6 separate regions of the Mus musculus genome follow, and regions 1, 2, 4, 5 and 6 are each linked to region 3. Evidence: chromatin contacts called from public HiCAR-type and promoter capture Hi-C data. All regions are on one chromosome and are shown on one strand. The core of a region is the stretch at or near the end of the contact, and the rest is flanking DNA. Distances in the headings are between cores, read along the strand shown.

Evidence for each region. Promoter capture Hi-C pulls out the DNA fragments that hold promoters and counts their contacts. HiCAR-type assays count read pairs that join an accessible place to other places. Capture Hi-C pulls out chosen DNA fragments and counts their contacts.
Region 1: a contact with region 3 is called in a HiCAR-type map of astrocytes, with 4 times the contacts expected there. The contact joins the promoter of Ndc80 here to the promoter of Zbtb14 in region 3. A contact is called at or near these places in 5 of 39 promoter capture datasets (embryonic stem cells, hippocampal neurons, liver and 1 more) and 1 of 115 datasets of contacts at active chromatin or transcription factors (astrocytes).
Region 2: a HiCAR-type map of astrocytes shows a contact between it and region 3, with 2.7 times the contacts expected there. The contact joins the promoter of Wdr43 here to the promoter of Zbtb14 in region 3. A contact is called at or near these places in 4 of 39 promoter capture datasets (the 3T3-L1 cell line, liver and pre-B cells), 1 of 484 Hi-C or Micro-C datasets (the G1E-ER4 cell line) and 1 of 115 datasets of contacts at active chromatin or transcription factors (astrocytes).
Region 4: a contact with region 3 is called in a HiCAR-type map of astrocytes, with 2.4 times the contacts expected there. The contact joins the promoter of Ptprm here to the promoter of Zbtb14 in region 3. A contact is called at or near these places in 2 of 39 promoter capture datasets (the 3T3-L1 cell line and hippocampal neurons) and 1 of 115 datasets of contacts at active chromatin or transcription factors (astrocytes).
Region 5: a promoter capture Hi-C map of adipose tissue shows a contact between it and region 3, with 5 times the contacts expected there. The contact joins the promoter of Rab12 here to the promoter of Zbtb14 in region 3. A contact is called at or near these places in 3 of 39 promoter capture datasets (the C10 cell line, hippocampal neurons and pre-B cells), 1 of 484 Hi-C or Micro-C datasets (the G1E-ER4 cell line), 1 of 115 datasets of contacts at active chromatin or transcription factors (astrocytes) and 2 of 9 other capture datasets (adipose tissue and liver).
Region 6: a contact with region 3 is called in a promoter capture Hi-C map of pre-B cells. The contact joins the promoter of Mtcl1 here to the promoter of Zbtb14 in region 3. A contact is called at or near these places in 2 of 39 promoter capture datasets (liver and pre-B cells) and 3 of 115 datasets of contacts at active chromatin or transcription factors (astrocytes, large pre-B cells and pro-B cells).

What each region holds. Positions count from the first base shown.
Region 1 is chr17:71,525,464-71,528,163 of GRCm38.p6, forward strand. Ndc80 (NDC80 kinetochore complex component) reads right to left here and starts at 1,394. Exons shown (of 17, transcript NM_023294.2): 1 at 1,248-1,394; 2 at 170-279. The coding sequence starts at 270. It also overlaps a transcript of Spdya not described here.
Region 2 is chr17:71,614,809-71,617,620 of GRCm38.p6, forward strand. Wdr43 (WD repeat domain 43) reads left to right here and starts at 1,407. Exons shown (of 18, transcript NM_175639.1): 1 at 1,407-1,677. The coding sequence starts at 1,453.
Region 3 is chr17:69,382,137-69,385,107 of GRCm38.p6, forward strand. It overlaps Zbtb14 (zinc finger and BTB domain containing 14), which reads left to right and starts at 1,668. Exons shown (of 3, transcript NM_009547.3): 1 at 1,668-2,089. Gm49894 (transcription initiation factor TFIID subunit 4-like) reads right to left here and starts at 2,045. Exons shown (of 3, transcript XM_030250167.1): 1 at 1,964-2,045; 2 at 1,040-1,875; 3 at 1-162. The coding sequence starts at 2,045. The coding sequence ends at 115.
Region 4 is chr17:67,353,004-67,355,721 of GRCm38.p6, forward strand. It overlaps Ptprm (protein tyrosine phosphatase, receptor type, M), which reads right to left and starts at 1,456. Exons shown (of 31, transcript NM_008984.2): 1 at 954-1,456. The coding sequence starts at 1,026.
Region 5 is chr17:66,518,212-66,520,989 of GRCm38.p6, forward strand. It overlaps Rab12 (RAB12, member RAS oncogene family), which reads right to left and starts at 1,459. Exons shown (of 6, transcript NM_024448.2): 1 at 1,137-1,459. The coding sequence starts at 1,359. It overlaps Gm41608 (a long non-coding RNA gene), which reads left to right. Exons shown (of 3, transcript XR_876914.3): 1 at 1-734.
Region 6 is chr17:66,448,392-66,451,091 of GRCm38.p6, forward strand. It overlaps Mtcl1 (microtubule crosslinking factor 1), which reads right to left and starts at 1,359. Exons shown (of 14, transcript NM_172963.4): 1 at 1-1,359. The coding sequence starts at 954.

The DNA.
Region 1 (2,700 bases), core at 144-2,643, 2.1 Mb after region 3:
GTGTCCACTTTTATATTTCATTGCCCCCCTCCCCCTAATCCAGTACTACTGGGAGGAGACAGGAGTCACCAAGACATCACTTACACTTTTGTACTAACCATTTCTGGCACTTTTTTTTTTTCTCTAGACAGTAAAGTAAGCAGCTGAGAAGCACAGGGGAGGCACTTACGTTTGAGGGGTATAAAGGCCTGGCTTATTGAGGTCCAGGGTCCTTAACTCCTGCATAGAGAGGCGGCCAGCACCACAGGTGGAAACTGAACTGCGCTTCATTCTCGAAACCTAATTCAGGATTTCAGCGTTAGGAAAATGTTCCAGACTCAAGCAATTCAACGAGCAACAATTATTATCTTTATCCTCTAGTAGGAAAGCAACTAAGTTTGTTTCTGTACAACAATCGTTTCCTTGTATGCTATATTTATTTGTCCATGTAAACCGAAGTTCTTACAAAGAACACCTACGCAACTTCAAGTAGAAAAAAACGAGGCAGAAAAAAGAGGGGAAGATGGAGCTGAAAGTTTTGGGAGAAAAGGAGAGGGGACGACTGAGGAGAAGGAAAGTAGAGCAGAAGCACCTGGCCTGGAGAAGTTCTAAGGGGTCTCTTATATGGGGAAGATGGTAGTGTAGTGATAGATCTGCCCAATGTAGGCGCACAGCATGTATTCATATTAATTAAGTTGTGTTTTCATTGCCTGGGCTTATTTGGGTTGGAGATTTACTGCAACACCTTTCAACAAAGATAAACAATCCGGTTTACAACACAGGCTGCTCCCGCTTTTAAAACAAGTATCAAAATAATGTCTACGTTGGAGTCTGTCTTCATCTCTGCAGCATCAGACACTATGCACTCGGCCCTAGCTTCCACAGAGGGTTAGACAGATCGCATTTTTATTGTTGTTGTTTTGTCTTGAGCTAGGGGTGGAGAGTCAGACCCTTTAGCAAGCTGGGCTGAGCGCTGAGCACTGAGCCACACCCCTCCTTGTTTTGGTGGCTTGCGTTCAACCTAGTTTTACTCTCATGATTTCACTGGTTTCCAGTCATGTCCATACCAGGCTTTTAAGTTGCAGCATCAGCACGGGTACACAACACACCAATCAGCTTTCCCCCTGTCAGTCCCCACCTGTTAGCATCGCCTTCTCCCGCTACAAACGTTGCAGAGCCGGGCAGATCCCACCCCAGCTCCCTCGCAACAGTCAGCTCCAGCGCCGCGGACCATTTTAACACAGAGCTGATCCCATCTCAGCAGTTACCTTTCGCTCAGCTTCTCAACGAGACCCGGCGCCCAGCTTTCCGTAAACCGCACGACTGCACACGAAAACAGCCGCCCAAACCAGAGCGTCCGCTTCCGTCAACCCAAGGCGGTTTGAATTTTAAAGTTTCCGCCCGCGCTGACGTCAGGACTGCGACGGCGAGTACGCATGCGCGCTCGCTCAGCGCCCGCCCTCGTCGCCGGAAGTGTCCGCATCGGGGGCCAAGCGAGCTCTGGGCTCTTCCCAGGTCGTCGTTAGCGTCGGTGACCCGAAGGGAGTCCCGCCCTGTCCGGGAAGCTGGCATCTAGGACGAGTAGGGCTGTCCGGGCGGAGCGGCCCGAGCCCTCCTGGAATCAAGTTCCGTACAGCAATATGGCTGCGTCCTGGAAGTAGAAAGCGCGGGTTTGTCTCCGATAGGATGGAGGCCAGGACCCAAGCCTATGAGGCGGCGTGAGGTTCCTGACGTTAGGAGAGGCTGTCGAGTGTGGCGGTGGACGAGCCTGAGGGATATTTAACATCAGGCTTCCTCAAGTGCTCTGGATTCCCGCCGCCCAGCCTCGGAACAACAAGCAGGCGTTACTAGTTCCCGGATGGTGGTGGCCTGTCCCTGGGCTAAAGTGTAGATTCCTGGCTCTCGGCATTATTGTGCCGTTAGCTAGTTTTGAGCTAAGCAGTCCTTTTTTGAGTTTGAGGTTCCCTAGCGGTCACAGTGACTCCTCACTTTACGTCTCTACTGGGAAACCAAAATCTCAGGTATCACGAAGATCTCCATCACCAAATAGTAGTCAGCAGATATATTAGCAGGCATTATATTTCAGACTCTGTAAGCGGCAGTTCATTTACTTCTTGAAACTAATGGCATTAGAACATAAAAATGATCGTTTTAGTCGGGCGTTGTGGTACACACCTTTAATTTCCACGCTCTGGAAGCGGGGGTGGGGTGGGGGTAGGTTGTGGGGGAATCTCTGACCATCCTGGTTTACCTAGTGAGATCCGGGACAGCTAGAGCAACATAGACACTATATCAAAACAAAACAACCAACAAACCCAAGCAAAACCACCCCAAACAAAACCCACACGTACAAACAACTCCAAAAACTAAAGAGATAATTTTGAGGCTCAGTGAATTCAATGACTTTAGTTTGTATGTGGGGCAGGGTCCACACCCGAGAGAGTCTTGAATTTGAGGCCAGTTTGATGGACCTGGCATACACCAGGGCAACCTAGTGACTCTCTGTCTTTAAGAAACAAACACTATTCTGCAGTCAGTTGCATAAGAAATTTGACTATAAATGCTATTAGACGAGCCTTTAATTTATTTTTTATTCGGTTTTCTCTTAAGGTTTCCACTACATTATAATAAAGCTATATCCAGAAATGCAAAACATATCTTAAGTGAAGATAAAAATGTTCTGTAAAACCTAGTTACTGGAGTGTGGCTCAAACAGATTAT
Region 2 (2,812 bases), core at 157-2,656, 2.2 Mb after region 3:
GATGGGGCCATTAACCCTTCTCAAAATTTTAACCCAGAATTGCTCCTGTTTAAAGGAAATACATGGACAAAGAGTGGAGCAGAGACTAAAGGAAAGGCCTTCCAGAGACTGCCCCACCTGGAGATCCATCCCATATACAGCCACCAAACCTAAATACTATTGCTGATGCCAGGAAGTGCTTGCTGATAGGAGCCTGATATGGATGTCTCCTGAGAGGCTCTTGCAGCCCCATTGGAAGAACAACATCAACCAACCAGTACCATCAGAGCTCCCAGAGACTAAACCATCAACCAAAGAGTACACAGGAGGGACCCATGGCTCCAGCTGCATATGTAGCAGAGGATGGCCTTGTTTGTCGTCAAAGGGAGTGGAGGCCCTTGGTCCTGTGAAGACATGATGCCCCGGCGTAGGGGAATGCTAGAGTGGTGGGGCGGGAGTGTGCATGTGGGTGAGGAAGCAGCCTGGGGGAGGTGGGTAGGATGGGGGTTCTAGGAGAGGAAACCCGGGGGGGGGGTAACATTTGAAATTTAAATAAACAAAATAACCAATAATTAAAAAAAAAGAACCAATAAAATAAGGAAAAAATTTCTTCTATCTATCTATCATTTATCTTTTGGAGACAGTTTCCCTATAGTCCTCGATGTTATAGAATTCAGTTTCTAGACCGTGCCTGCGTCTGCCTCAGATAGAGTGCTGGGATTAAAAGGCACACATCCAGATGGGAATATATGTTTGGTTTCTCTTTTCTTTTTTTTTTTTTTTCTTTTGTGTGTGTGTGTGTGTGTGTGTGTGTGTTGTTTTTTGTTTTTTGAGACAGGGTTTCTCTGTATAGCCCTGGCTGTCCTGGAACTCACTCTGTAGACCAGGCTGGCCTCGAACTCAAAAATCCGCCTGCCTCTGCCTCCCAAGTGCTGGGATTAAAGGCGTGAGGCACCACCGCCCGGATTCTTTATTTACACCCAACTTGACCTCCTCTCTTGTCCAATAGTATCTCTGTGTGTTAACACAGATAAAAGAGGCATCTTGTTTCTTCAAGCCCCAACTCTAACTTTGATAGAACTATGATTGGATAATTATTGTACGTACATGGCCACGTCCTCGAAGAGACTAAAGAAACATGGAAACAGCTGTTACAATCTCGGAGATGTAAGTAAATATTTCTTTTAAACATTTCGTCTAGTTGTTTCATAGGACGTAGTTTTAAAAGAAGGATCTGGCTCGGTAGTATGCAAATCACTTCCCCTCGCGCTTCCTTCGCAGGACAAGTTAAGAAGGACCCCACTGAGCCACCGTCCACAGGGTGGGCCCGGCTAAACGCTGGCCTGCGTCACGACCAGCCACTTCTTGGGCTCTCAGCGTTCCCTCCGCCCCACTTCCTCCCTGCAGGCCCCACCCCGCGCCGGTGCGCCTGCGCCCGGGCGAACACGTGGCTGCCGCGGAGCCAGAGCAGCAATGGCGGCCGGAGGCGGCGGTAGCTACGACCCCTTGGCCCCGGCGGGGGTCCCCTGCGCCTTCTCGCCGGACAGTCAAGCCTACTTCGCTTTAGCCTCTAGTGACGGTCAGCTGCGAGTATGGGAGACCGCCAACAACCGGCTGCACCAGGAGTACGTGCCTTCCGCGCACCTCAGCGGTACCTGCACCTGCCTGGCCTGGGCGCCAGCACGGCTGCAGGCCAAGGTAGGATGAGCGGGGACGGCGACGGGGACGGGGACCTCCTGCCGGGCTGCGGCATCCCGGGCCGGGCGGCGAGGCGCGTGGCACCCCTGGCGCGCGTGGCCCGGGGCGTCCCGGGAGAGAGGAGGCGCGGAGCCGGGCCGGCGGCGCGCTTGGGCCGGCGCCGCGGCTGCAAAGTGCGGCCTGGCCCGAGGGGGGCTGCGGGAGGGTGCGGCCCGATCCCGCGGTCTCCACGAGGTCTGCACCCCGGCTGCTTCTGGGCCGCCATGTTCATCGAAGCCTCTGCTCCCCCGGGGGGCGGCCTCAGACTTCCCAGGCCTGGGTCCCCATCAGAGCTACCCGGTGCGCACTTTAGGACCGTCTCGCGCTTCCGCATCCCGGACCCCGGTATTGGTTTTGCTTTGGGCACTTGGAATGCGCACGTCTAGGTTAAGTTCCTTCCGGGAGCCCCTTCCCTCGGCTCGGATGCGTGTTCAACACGTGTTCCCTTCTGCCTCTAGGTTGTGGGATTCGTCGTCCCACAAACTCTTTTCCATTTCTAAGTTCCCTTCTTTCTCAGCGGAGGTACAGTGAAATAGAGTAGGGCATATGATGTAGGTCCTGGTGATTTTTTTTTTTTCTCTCGTAGTTGGGAAACTGCTTAGTTAGGGAATCCTTTTCGCTGTCAGGTAAATGCTGCTCACTGTTGACTCACCCGGTTAGATCTCGGCACGCACGTGGTTAGGCAGTCGGCAGGCAAAAATCTGGAACCGGTGTAAAAGGTATCCTAAAATATGTGACGTTTTGCTGTCACTGATGTTAAAGTTGTTGGGATAGCTTACTCCTTCCCATCCCAAGAGTAAACTTTCACATAAATTTATTTTATCTAAGTTGCTATACTCTGTGTGACAGTGGTTAGCTACTTACCGGATTCCAGCTTTTCTTGGTGACAAAGAGCAGATATGAGGCCCTATAAGTCAAACATAATCAGATTTGTGAAAGTTATGTAATTGTCAGCATTAGAGCTGCTGCACTTTTTTTTTTAACTTTATACAGTTTTCTTTTTAACTTAACAGTCCTGTAAAGTGGTGAGAGTACTTACTAACACTCAGAAATACAGAGAGAGCAGTTAGCTAAGTGCTTGTAGCCAGGCTGTAAA
Region 3 (2,971 bases), core at 418-2,917:
GTAAAGAGGATCAGGAAGTGCCTCACAGAGAACACAAGGTTTCAGCAGCAGCGGAGCTATAACTTACATGGATGTCCTGACATTACCAGGCTATCAGATCTCTCCATGGGAGCATCAAGTGCAACCTAGTTCTGGAAACATGATGGCTAGAGAGGGATGTACCTGGGTAAACGTAAAGGCACCAATTAGTCTGGTAGATCTAGAGCTTTGGGATTGAGCAGTTTGTCCAGGGTGACCGGAATTTCCCCTTATACTCCAAATCAAAAATGGCACTTCATTTGCTCTGCAAATGCCTGCTCCCCATAAACAATGCCTCAGTGGCACGAACCAAGCCATGAGCCTGGATATTCGGTCGAGACGGTACAGGGGAGACAGACGGTGCACCGGGACACCTGCCCAAAAGCCAGGCCGAGCTCAGCGCCCGAACCGTGCGCGCCCAGGGGCAGACATGGCCCACGCACATGCACACGCACACGCACGGGAGCGCAGGCTCCCCGCGTTCCCGACGCAGTGCCGAGGCCGGGCGCCGGCGGGAGCCCTGGAGTCGGGAGCTCCAGGAGGGGGCGGGTGCTCGAGAAAGGAGCTCGTGCATTCGCTCCCCTGGCCGGCAGAAGCCCCGCCCCGACCCCGCCCACCCCCTTCTCCCGCGCGCGGGCTCCGCGCGCCCCTTGCCGCGCGCGTGCGCGCGCGTGCGCAGGCCAGGGCTCTCCGCGGGCGGCCCCGTAGACCCAGGGAAAGCAACCACCCGTCAGGTCCCAGATTAACCCTTTCCTCGCTCGCTCACGAGGGAGGCCCCAGCCAGTTCCGTGCCTGCGCAAGCGGCGGCGCGCCTTCTCTCCCCCCCACTACCCCGGAGCCCGCACCGCGCATGCACGGGGAGGGGGGTGGTGGGGGTGTTCGCGGCGGGTTGGCTAGTGTGTGCTCGTGCAGGAGGAGGGCTGCCACCACCAGGGACGTGCACGATTCCCCCCCTACCCCACCCCCTCCCCAAACTCAGAAAAAAAAAAATTAAAAAAAAATCCAAAACACTGCCACCCACCGTGCCCCCGCGTCCATCCCGTCCCTGGCTTGCGCGCTGCCGAGCGAGGGAGCCCACAGCGACAGCGAGCGTCTGTAGCGGTGCCAAGCTGCAGGTAAGCGCGGGCCGGGTGCTGGAAGGGCCGGGGACGGGCGCGGGGACGCGGGGGCAGCCGGCGGCGGGCGCGGCCGGGGCGGCTGCGAGGAGGCGCGTTCCCGCCGAGCTCCGGGGCAGCAGCCAGCTGCAGGATGTGGCGGCGCAGCGCGGTGCGAGCGGGATCGGGGCGTGGGCCGCGGTTGGGCGTGGGGGGCCGGGCGTCCCCGGTGGCTGCGCAGGCCAGCGAGCGGGTGGGGAAGAGGCCAGGCGGCGGCCCCGCGCGCGCGCTCTCTCTCCGCGGCCGAGTTCATGGCCGCCTGGCTCTCCGCGCCGCAGTGCACCGCGGTGGGGGTGGGGACGGCCGAGCCGGGCCCGAGCGCGGCCCGCGGGGCGCCGCCCCTCGCAGCTGTGGTTTCCCCCGGAGCCGACGGGACCCCCCGCGCACGCTCCCCCGCCTGCGTCCGCCGAGCTCCGGGGAGCCGGCCGCGCGCCGCCCCCGCCCTTGGCCGCGGGAGGGCGCGGGAGGACCAGACGCGCAGGCCGCGGAGTGCGCGGGGCGCGAGCTCGGGGCTCGCGGGCGGAGCAGGGCGCGGCGCGGCGCGGGGCTGCGGAACCGGCCGCATGCCCGCTCCCGAGCTCGTCGCGCCGCCGGGGCTGCTGCGGGCCAAGGAAGAGAGCCTCGCGCCCGCGCCGCGACCTGGAGAAGTGGAGGATGGTGGAAGGGAAGGTGGCCCGTCGCTGGCGGGCACAGCTCAGGGGAGCTTTTGTTTAGGAGAGAATGCTGAGGGCTCGCTGCATCCGGCGGCTCATTGGCTGCGAAATGCGAATGTGGGCTCCCCACGCGCGGACTGCGCCCCATGTCTTTCGCGGGGCCCCGGATTCCCCACTCCCAAGTTGTGCGGTCGCAACAGGGAAGTGGTGTGGCCGCCATTGTCGCAGCTGCTCCGGAATAAGGAGGCGGCTGCGGCTGCTTATGTAAGTTTGCTTTGGGAAAGCCTGGCTCTGTGCTCGGTGAGGACGCCTTAACGCTCCCGCGATTTGGGGAGCTGCTAGCAAGGAGCTGCTTTATAGTATTATAGGTGTTGGGCTATGTCTTGTCCTACACCTACTTACACACATACTGGCAATGGTTATCTTCAGGTTTGACTCATTTGAACTTAGCAATGGGAACATCTCTATAGGGGGAAAAAAAAACCGAGCCGATTGCCCTGTGACCTCCTTTGAAAAAGAATTACACACTCACCAGAATCGAGAAGGCGTACGCACGCTGATATGTTGCCATAGCTACCATAGGGCCACTCTTCTCCCAAGTCCATGACCTCAGAAGTGCCACGGAGGGAATTTCTGCAGGGAATGCCTTCCCTTAGGCTGACTGCCGGCCCAGGGTGCATCTAGAACCCAGGAAGGCTGAGGTGAAGACTGGAGGGAGCATCCTTAGAAACTATCTTACCAGCCCTCACTCCGTGCACATGGGAAAGCCTGCTAACTCAGAGCCCTGTGATTCCTATAGTATGAACTTGTTATGGGTTCTCAGGATGTCGACCCTTTGGTGGAATCTCGGACAAAGTCATTGTGTAGGACTGTATTGTAACACGGCCACCTGCTTCTACTGCACTTGTGGGATTGGTGGTCAGTAGAGGAAATTTTTGTTCTTCAAAGCCTGTTGGGCTGCAGGATGTGGAGTTCTTTGGGTGAGAGTTAAGAACGAAAGAAAATTCTTTGAACCTGCATCCGGGGATGGAGGGAGAAAAATGTAAGATTTCTCCATGGCAGTCTTGGAGACAAGTTTGTAATTGTGTAGTAGACAAAGTGGCATGCTTATTTCTCCACTCTTTAGCTGTTGGGTATGTGTGTTCC
Region 4 (2,718 bases), core at 206-2,705, 2.0 Mb before region 3:
CGAGGCAGTGTGCGCGTGTTGTCAGCGTTTGCCAAGCATCCACGTGCGTCCTCCTGGGACAGAAGATACCAGAAGCCCTGCTACTCTGTGCCACCCACCTTCGGTTTTGCTCCTGACCCCTGACTCTGGTCCAGATCCCTCTGTCTACACCAAGAGCTCCTCAAGGCTCGCGAAGCCTGGGTGAGCACAGCCTCCGGTTGGCTTGATGCACACAGCCAGTACGTGCCCCCTCCTTTCAGCTAGGACCCCCGCGCAGCTGAGCTGGGTTAGCAAGTTGTCCGGACCCGGGCTGCACACCTTTAGGGAGGCCGAGGATGGAATCTGGGCGCTCAGCCACAGTGGCGAGGGCTTGGGGAGCAGCAGATTCCTCTAGGATCTCAGAAACCTCCCGCGGTGCAGAAAGGGAACGCTGGCACAGCGAAGCCGCGCCACAGAGGGGACCCGCTGAGGTCGCCCACCGCGCCGGGCAGGGGGCGGCAGGGATGTCAAGTTTGGGGTGGTCGCCAGCTACACCTCTAGGTTTGACGCTCGCCGCAAGCTCAGCTGAGCACTGGCAGTCCACCGCGGCTGCCTCCAGGGTCGAGAGGCCCGCTCAGCGCCTACTCCCGGCGGCTACAGCTGGGAACTTTAGGCAAAGTTTTCTGCCCTTCCTGCCCAGGCCGCCCAAGAACACTGAGCCCCCATGCACAAGTCCAGGCCCTGAGGGTACAGGGGCCGAGATGGAGGTCCCTGTTTCTGCGCCCGTGCTTGTCCTGCGGGCTCCTGCGTGTACTGTACGGGCTCCGTGGCTCCACAGCTGTTTTCCTCCGGCCATCCGCCAGCCCGGCTCACCCGCTACGCGATGCCGGGTCTTCCCTGCCCCTGCCCGGCCCTGAAGCTCGCCTCGGACTTCTCCCACCCGGGTGTCGCCTACGTCCCAGGCGCCCCGGGAACGGTAGTGGTGTCTCGCTTACCTGAAAATGTTTCTCCGGCCGCAGTTAGCAAAAGTCCAGCTAAAGTCACCAGGCAAGTCCCAAGTGTCCTCATGGTGCTGAGTACGCGCCGGGCCGCCTCGGGGCGGCGGCGGCCGGTAGCCTCGGGAAGCCAAGGGAGACCCGAGCCTAAGCTGCAGGCTGCCAGGGTAGACGCGACAGCAGCGAAACACCAGACCCCAAAGTGACAACAGTTGCACAAGTCCGAAGTCCCGCGGCTCCCGGGCGTGGGGACGGCGTCCTGGATCCTCCTGCCCTCCCGCTGGCCCCCGCTTAGAGTCTGGCGCCACGGGGAGAGAGAGCGGAGGGCGCGCCCGCGGAGCCCAAATCCTCGCTGGGATCCGGTGATGAGCCCGCCTAAGCGCTACCCCTAATCGGGACCGAGCCGCCCGCGGCGCCGTGGCCGTGGCCGTGGCTGTGATCGCGCGCTTGTAGCCCGCCGCCTCTCCCACAGCCCCAGCCACCTCCGGCAGTGGCGCGCCGATGGCCGAGCCCGCGCAGGCTGCGCGCGGGGCTCCTGCTCCGCGACTGACTGGCGATGCCCCGCAGGCCGGCTGGAAGGAGCCCACGTCACGGCCGGGCCGGAGCCGCCGCGGCCCGCTAGAGGGCGCGAGCGCCCGTGTCCCCGGCCCCGGGCCAGCTCGGCCTGCGCGGCGCCTGCGGGCTCTGTGGGGCGGCCACCAGCAAGATGCGGGCGGGACCCGGCGGGCAGGAGCAACCTCCCGGGGCGCCACCCTCGACCCTAGCTCGCCTCCGCAGCGCCTCGGGTTTCCCACGCTGGCCTCGGGGACAGGGACCGCGCCCCAGCCAGAAGTTTGTCCCGGGTCACGGACGGCGAGTAGTTGGAGCGCGCCAGGCACGGGGCGGTAGTGTCCCGGGCGGTGGCGGTGGCGGCTGGCTTGCGAGCGCCGACCAGGAAGAAGCCAGAGCCGCCAGCGCCCAGGGCCGCTTGATCTGCTGCTTTCAAGGGACACACAAGCCTCTGTGCCCGAGCCCCGCGCCTGAGAAGCAGGATGCGCTTCTGCCGCTCCACTGCGTGGTGTCGCCGCCAGTGCGGCCCGGAGCTAGGAAGACAGCAGTTGCATGGAACCATGGATTGGGCAGAACCGAGGATTTCTGCAGCTGGTGCAAATGGAGAGTGTCTTGAAACATTTTAATTTGCCGTTTGGGGTCTGAGACGACTATTTTATTAAGTGAACACAAACGCTATTAATGATTAAATTAAAACTCAAATTCAAGATTTTATTTCATTTTATTTTATTTTATTTTATTTTATTTTATTTTTAAAAGCCGTTCTTCATCTTGCTCAGAGTACAGCCATTAGGGCACCTGTAGGTTATTTACCAAGCTAACTGCGGGCCATGCTGGTTAAACTAAGATCCCAATTTGTGTTGTGATACATGCAAGTAGGTTAGTGCTCAACAAGAGCTCTTACATTGCTTTCCCTGGGGGACCTTTACACTGTCTTTGGCTGCTTAGTGGTGCTTTAAAGACCAAAGAAATAAGTGACTCTCCCACTCCTCTGGTTTAAGGCTCTCTGGTGGCCCCAGAACCGGCCAAAGATGACGTTTGCGATCATCTCCCAGGACATATGTGACCCAGTACTTTTATGTCTTCCAGACCAAACACAAGACCAGCTTGTTTTCAGGCAGGAGTCCTCATGAGGCCTTCCATTCATAAATCTCAGTGTTAACCATTCACTTGCCACTATCCTATGCCGCCACTAGCCTTTATCTGAAAACGAGCC
Region 5 (2,778 bases), core at 209-2,708, 2.9 Mb before region 3:
TCTCTACAGAATTCTCATCTCAAAACGGGAACCATCAATGGTTACAACGGAAAATATGTGCACCAGTGTTTAGCTTTTCAAACCTCCAAGCTGAGATTTTGTTTGTTTTGAGACAGGGTCTCTCTGCATAGCCCTGGCTGTCCTGGAACTCACTGTGTAGACAGACCAGGCTGGCCTCGAAATCAGAGATCCACCTTCCTCTCCTTGGGGCTAGGATTCAGGGAGAACGCTAGATTTTTTGTCACTCTGTCCAGTCCCTCCTGCTCACCCCCTTTTTCTATAAGCCACCCCAAATGAGAGTTTTCCAGGTAGCTTTTCCATGGTCACAACTGTTTCCCATAACCCCAACAAACCTCTATGTCAAGCCCTGTCAATCCAGTGTCACTAAAAACATTCCCTTGCAGTTTCAAACCCAGATCCCGAGGAAGGTAACAGGAGCGTTACCTATGGATTTCCCGGTAATTCACCGACCTCGGGTGGGTGCCGGGAAATCGCCCTTACTTTGCCCGCCTATCCACCCGGTTATTTGAGGTCAAGGATAAACACAGCTGAAATCCCTTTGCCCTACATTTGTGCACAGAACAAGAAAGAAACCCGAGTGTAGCTTTAGCGCGAACTGTCTCTGCAACAAACTTCTTTTCTGTAAACCACGAAAATAGACAGAAAATGAGAAAGCAAACCTTGGTCCATCCCTCCAGCCTGCAAAGCTGCGAGGTCCGGACCCATTTAAGATGGTGAGTAACCCCGGGGCACTGCACTGGTGGGTGGCCTTCAGCTCTACTTTCGGTTCACAAAGCCGTTTTCCTGGGTGAGCAGGAGTAACGGACCGGGAGTTTCCGCGGATGCATCACCCGGACCTCATGACTGGTGAAGGCTCCGGGAGGGAATGTTTGGGCTTCGGGGGTCCGACACCCGCGGAAAGGCCACGGAAAAGCTCGGTCTGGCCACAAGAGAGGGTCGGGCTTCCACGGAGACCTGGGCTGTGCGCGGCTCGGATGCCAGATGTGCCCACGGCGGGTATGCCCGGGCATCCGTAGGATGATTCGTTGAGGCCCTGGGAGAGGGTCAGAGCTTCCATGGGGACAGGGACCGGGCCCCGACCTCCCCCAGGCCCACCCGCCACAGGCCCGGCGTACCCACGGTGGACTTGCAGGCCTCGCAGAACGTGTCGTCGGTGAAGCGCTCCATCAGGCTGGTCTTGCCCACGCCGCGGGAGCCGATGATGATGACCTGCAGCTTGAAGTCGGCCGGCCTGGGGGGCTGCTTCCTCCGGCGGGCCTGGCCGCCCGACAGCGCCGGGGAGACCGCGCCCAGGCTGCCGCCCGCGGGCCGCCGGTGCAGCGCGGCGCTGGGATCCATGCACGCATACGGCTCGCGCTCGGGCCGCCGTCCGCGCGCCCCGGGCCCCCGCGCACCCTCCACCCGCTCCGCGCTACCGCCGCCGCCGCCGCCGCCGGGAGTAGAGGAAGGGAAGCAGCTTCTCCGCAGCAGCGGTAGCAGCATCCCGGACCGGGAGGGGCAGGAAGCGCAGGCGCGGCGCCACGCGGGACTGGAGCCCGCCCCCTGTCGGTCGGAGGACCGAGCCGTGCGCTCCGCTCCGTGGGGTGTATGTTATGTGTGGGTCGCTCTCCGTCACCCCTGTTCCCTCGGCCCTCCCCACTCGGCGCACTTTCACTCGTGGTTTATCCTCATCGTGCACCGTTCCCAAGAACCACACACTTCTTTTTAGCAGCCCGTCCCAAACGTGTCTCAAAGTGCATATAGCCTGTGATCATCTTCCAGAATTTAGGGTGTTTGGGTGCTGGGGGTCTCGGTCTGGCCCACGCGGGGTTAGGGTGTGAACGCCACTTTGGAGGAAGCCCACGTACCCTGGCAGGGCCGCACCTCTGCGTGCACTTTTCCTGTGGGGCCCCGAGGAATCAGCTATCTTAAATGGATCTTAAAAGTCTTCCTCAGACTTACAGTTCGTAAAATTCAGTGAGTGACATGCACCTTAGGGGAAGCCAGCAGGTAAAAACTCAGATGACAAGCGACCTAAACTCCGAAGGTTTAGGTACTGACTTGGGTGTGTTATTTTGCCATTTCTACTTGAAAGTATTTACGGCTACAGAAGCTTGCCAGGGATTTATTTAGCAAATTCCTTTGCGTGAACTTGAGCACCTCGGAACACAGGGTTCTAAACATGATAGGAGCTGGCATGCTTGCGAAGAATGATCACATTACTCACCAAATTTCAGCCGTATTTAGAGCTAAGTTTACTAATACATAGCGCATGCGTTTGTTTTGCCATGGATGCACAGTTGAAGAAATCACATTATTTTGCAAAAGTAATCCCAATTGGATTTTTAAAAATGTTATAGCCTATTCTAAATTATCGTTCTTTTTTTCTTGGCGGTACTGGGGATGGAACCTAGAGGCTCACATGGGAATGAATGAAAAGACTCTTTTCATCTATCACTGTTGCAAAAACGTCAATACAAAAGAACAACAAAACAATAAGCCATACACCCTGTTGCAGACTCCAAAGGATGATATAAATGCAAGGTATTCAACTGTTCCTAGTAGGCAGGTGACTCTGCATAACTTGTAAGGTTAAAGACCCTGGCATCCAAAATAGTATCTCTTCCCCCATAGGCAGGTCTATAATGTACCAGAATAGTGGATGTCTTAAATGGGGGAGTTTGGAAAGAAATCCACAGGACTCGGGTTCCATGCTTGTTTGCGTCTTTAAGCCAATTATCAAGGTTACTCCAGGATGCTTCAGCACTTTGGCACATA
Region 6 (2,700 bases), core at 109-2,608, 2.9 Mb before region 3:
CCGGGGCTGTTCGCCCAGGCTAGGCTCCTTGGAGGTCCCCAGAATCGTCCGCTCCGGTGGCGCTCGGCCCCCAACATCCTCCTGAGAACCGGGTCCCGGGGACCCTGTGGAGGCCCCGCCTGGGCTGCTTCGGCCCCCGAGACAGGCACTGGCGACAGGGGGCGCCGCGAGCAGGATAGGGGGCTCGGGGCTGCCCGGCGGCGGCCCGCGGGATCCGGAGCTCGGAGTGGGTGCTCCGCGTATGGGTTCCCGGTCACTGGAGCCGGTGCCCGACTCAGCGTCGCTGCTGGCGGCGGGGAGTAGGCGCTGCTCATCAGACAAGGGTTCGGAGGCGCAGTCGGAGAGATCCGAGCTGCTGTCCGTGTGGTTGATACGACAGCCAGCCACCGAGGTCACAGAGAGGGTCACGGCGGGGACCCGGGAGGCGCGAGCCGGGGGCACGACGGCGCGAGCTGGAGGCGTCCCGGGGCCGCGCTTGGTTTTGCGACCCTTCGCGACGGCAGGCGGTGGCTCGGCCCCAGTCGGCCTCCCAACCCGGGACAGTGGCTCCGCCGGCCCCGCGCGCGCCGCCCTCCTGGTCCCCGGGACGGCCTTAGCGCCGCCCGCCGACCTGGCTCCGGCGCCCGGCGGCGGCTTGTCCTTCGCGCCGGGGACTACACCGCTGCGTCGGGAGAGGCGACCGGGCGCGGCCGGGGGCCCGGGCGACGGCGGCGCCTTCCCGGCAAGGCTAGGCGAGCGAGGAGCCGCGGGAGTCGGGGCACGGCCCGCAGAGGGGGTGGCCGTGGCGGGCCGCGTGTGCAGGTCCTTGAGGAAGGGTCTGGCGGGCGAGGGTGCGCGGTGCAGCCGCCTCCTCTCGGCCAGCGGGTGCAGGTGGTGGTGGCGGTGATGCTGGCCGGCTGGCTGCGGCTTGGTGTCCGGGGCGCCGCCGCCCGCGGGGCCGTTCAGCGTCTCCATGGCCCGGGCGGCGGCTGCGATCCGCAGCTCAGGCGGCAGATGCTCCGGGCGGCGGCGGCGGCGTGCAGCCTCCCCGCGCGCCCGGTCATCACTGACCCCCTGCCCCGCCCGGCGTGCACCCTGCGCTCCCGCCGTCCCCTCCCCCGCACTCAGCCGACCCGGGGGAGTGTGTCCCCTCGCTCAGGTCAACGGCGCTCGGATCCTCCTGGCACAGCCGCCACGGCCGCTCGCATCCCCTGCACCGTGCGTTCAGAGAGCTGAAGTGGCCGCCACCGCGGCCTCGCACAAAAACACTTGTCTGGCGACGCGCGCCCGGCTCCCGAGTTCCGCTCCCCGCCCACTGCCAGTCCGCGGGGGATCGGCAGCCACGGCTTCTGCTCGGCTGCTCCGGCGGAGAGAAGCTGCTGCACGCGCGTCCCCCTCCGTCCCCAGCCCGACGCGCACGCCCCGCCTCCTGCTAGCGGGACGGGGAGGGGGCGGGGCGGGCAGGAGGCGGGGCTGCAGCTCGGGGGACGCGGGAGACGCAGAGCCCGAGTGCCCACGCGTCCACGCAGCAGAGGACCACTCTTTGCCTTTGGATGTACTGGGGCTACCACCCTGAGCCGGCTAGGAAGGGAAGAAGCTGGGGTGAAGGGAGGGAAGAGGGCGGGCATCGGCCACTTGGGGACACTTCAGGTGCAGGCGGGGTAGAGGGCCCCTCTGCGGTGGGTGCCAGCCTTCTCTCTGTTCCACCCAGCCCCCTCTATCTGACTCCTGCCTCCCCTCTTCGCTTCGCTGCCCACCGCTCTCCCCAGAGCTTCTTTAAGGATTCCTGGTACCGGATGCAGCGTCAGGACCGACACAGCGCTCCACAGTTGGCACCCCCAGTGGCCTGGGCAGCTCTGAAAGGGAGGAGCCGCTGTAGAAATCGGAGAAGCAGCTCGTCAAGCCGGGGTCTGAAAGGGAGCTCACATTTATAGTTCCGGCGACCTTGCTCCAGGCACTGCTTCTACTCGCATGATGACAGTCCCGAATTCGAAATCCTGTTTTCAGAAGGAGACATGGGCACGAGGAAGTGAAGTGGCTTGTTTGAACTCCGGGGCTGAGCGGGGATTCAAACCTAGGTCTACCGGAGTCTCAGCAGTACACGTTTGCCTTAGAGCACCAAGGAGCCTGAGGGTTCCGCTCCGTGGGCAAGGTACTTGACCTTTTGGGTCTCCGATTCCCGCCTCACCTGTAGAATCAGAGAAAACCGAATGTAGATGTATTCTGATTAACTGAGCAAAGAGAAGGACTCACCCGTCCACTGTAAAGTGCTTTTGACAGATGTTCCGTGTGGTTTATATCCCAGGCTTTGGATGTTGGGCAATAAGCGCCCCGAGGACAAGTCTAAGTTGTCCTCTATCTAGATTCGGGATTTGGGGAGCAGGGATGAACAAGAAGAAGACGCCAGCGGGGAAATCCTGTGTGTTTCCTGAAAGATGCTGGTCTTGAAGTTCACAGCACAGTTAAGTGGGACAGGGCTTAGACCTAAAGCTGTGGAGTGGAAAGTGAAGGATTCTGGTTGATCTTATTTGCTGAGAAAGATCCCAGAGCCGCAGGGTGGGGCAGAGGGCATGGTGTGGGTGACTGCATCCCGAAGCACGAGGAGAGTACAGACTTGAAATGTTAAAGGAAAATTGTACTCAAAGTCCGTGGTCTTAACGACAGAATGGCCTTCCGTAGCCCGAACCGTCAGAAGCTGCAGGAAATGGCTTTTTTTTTTTT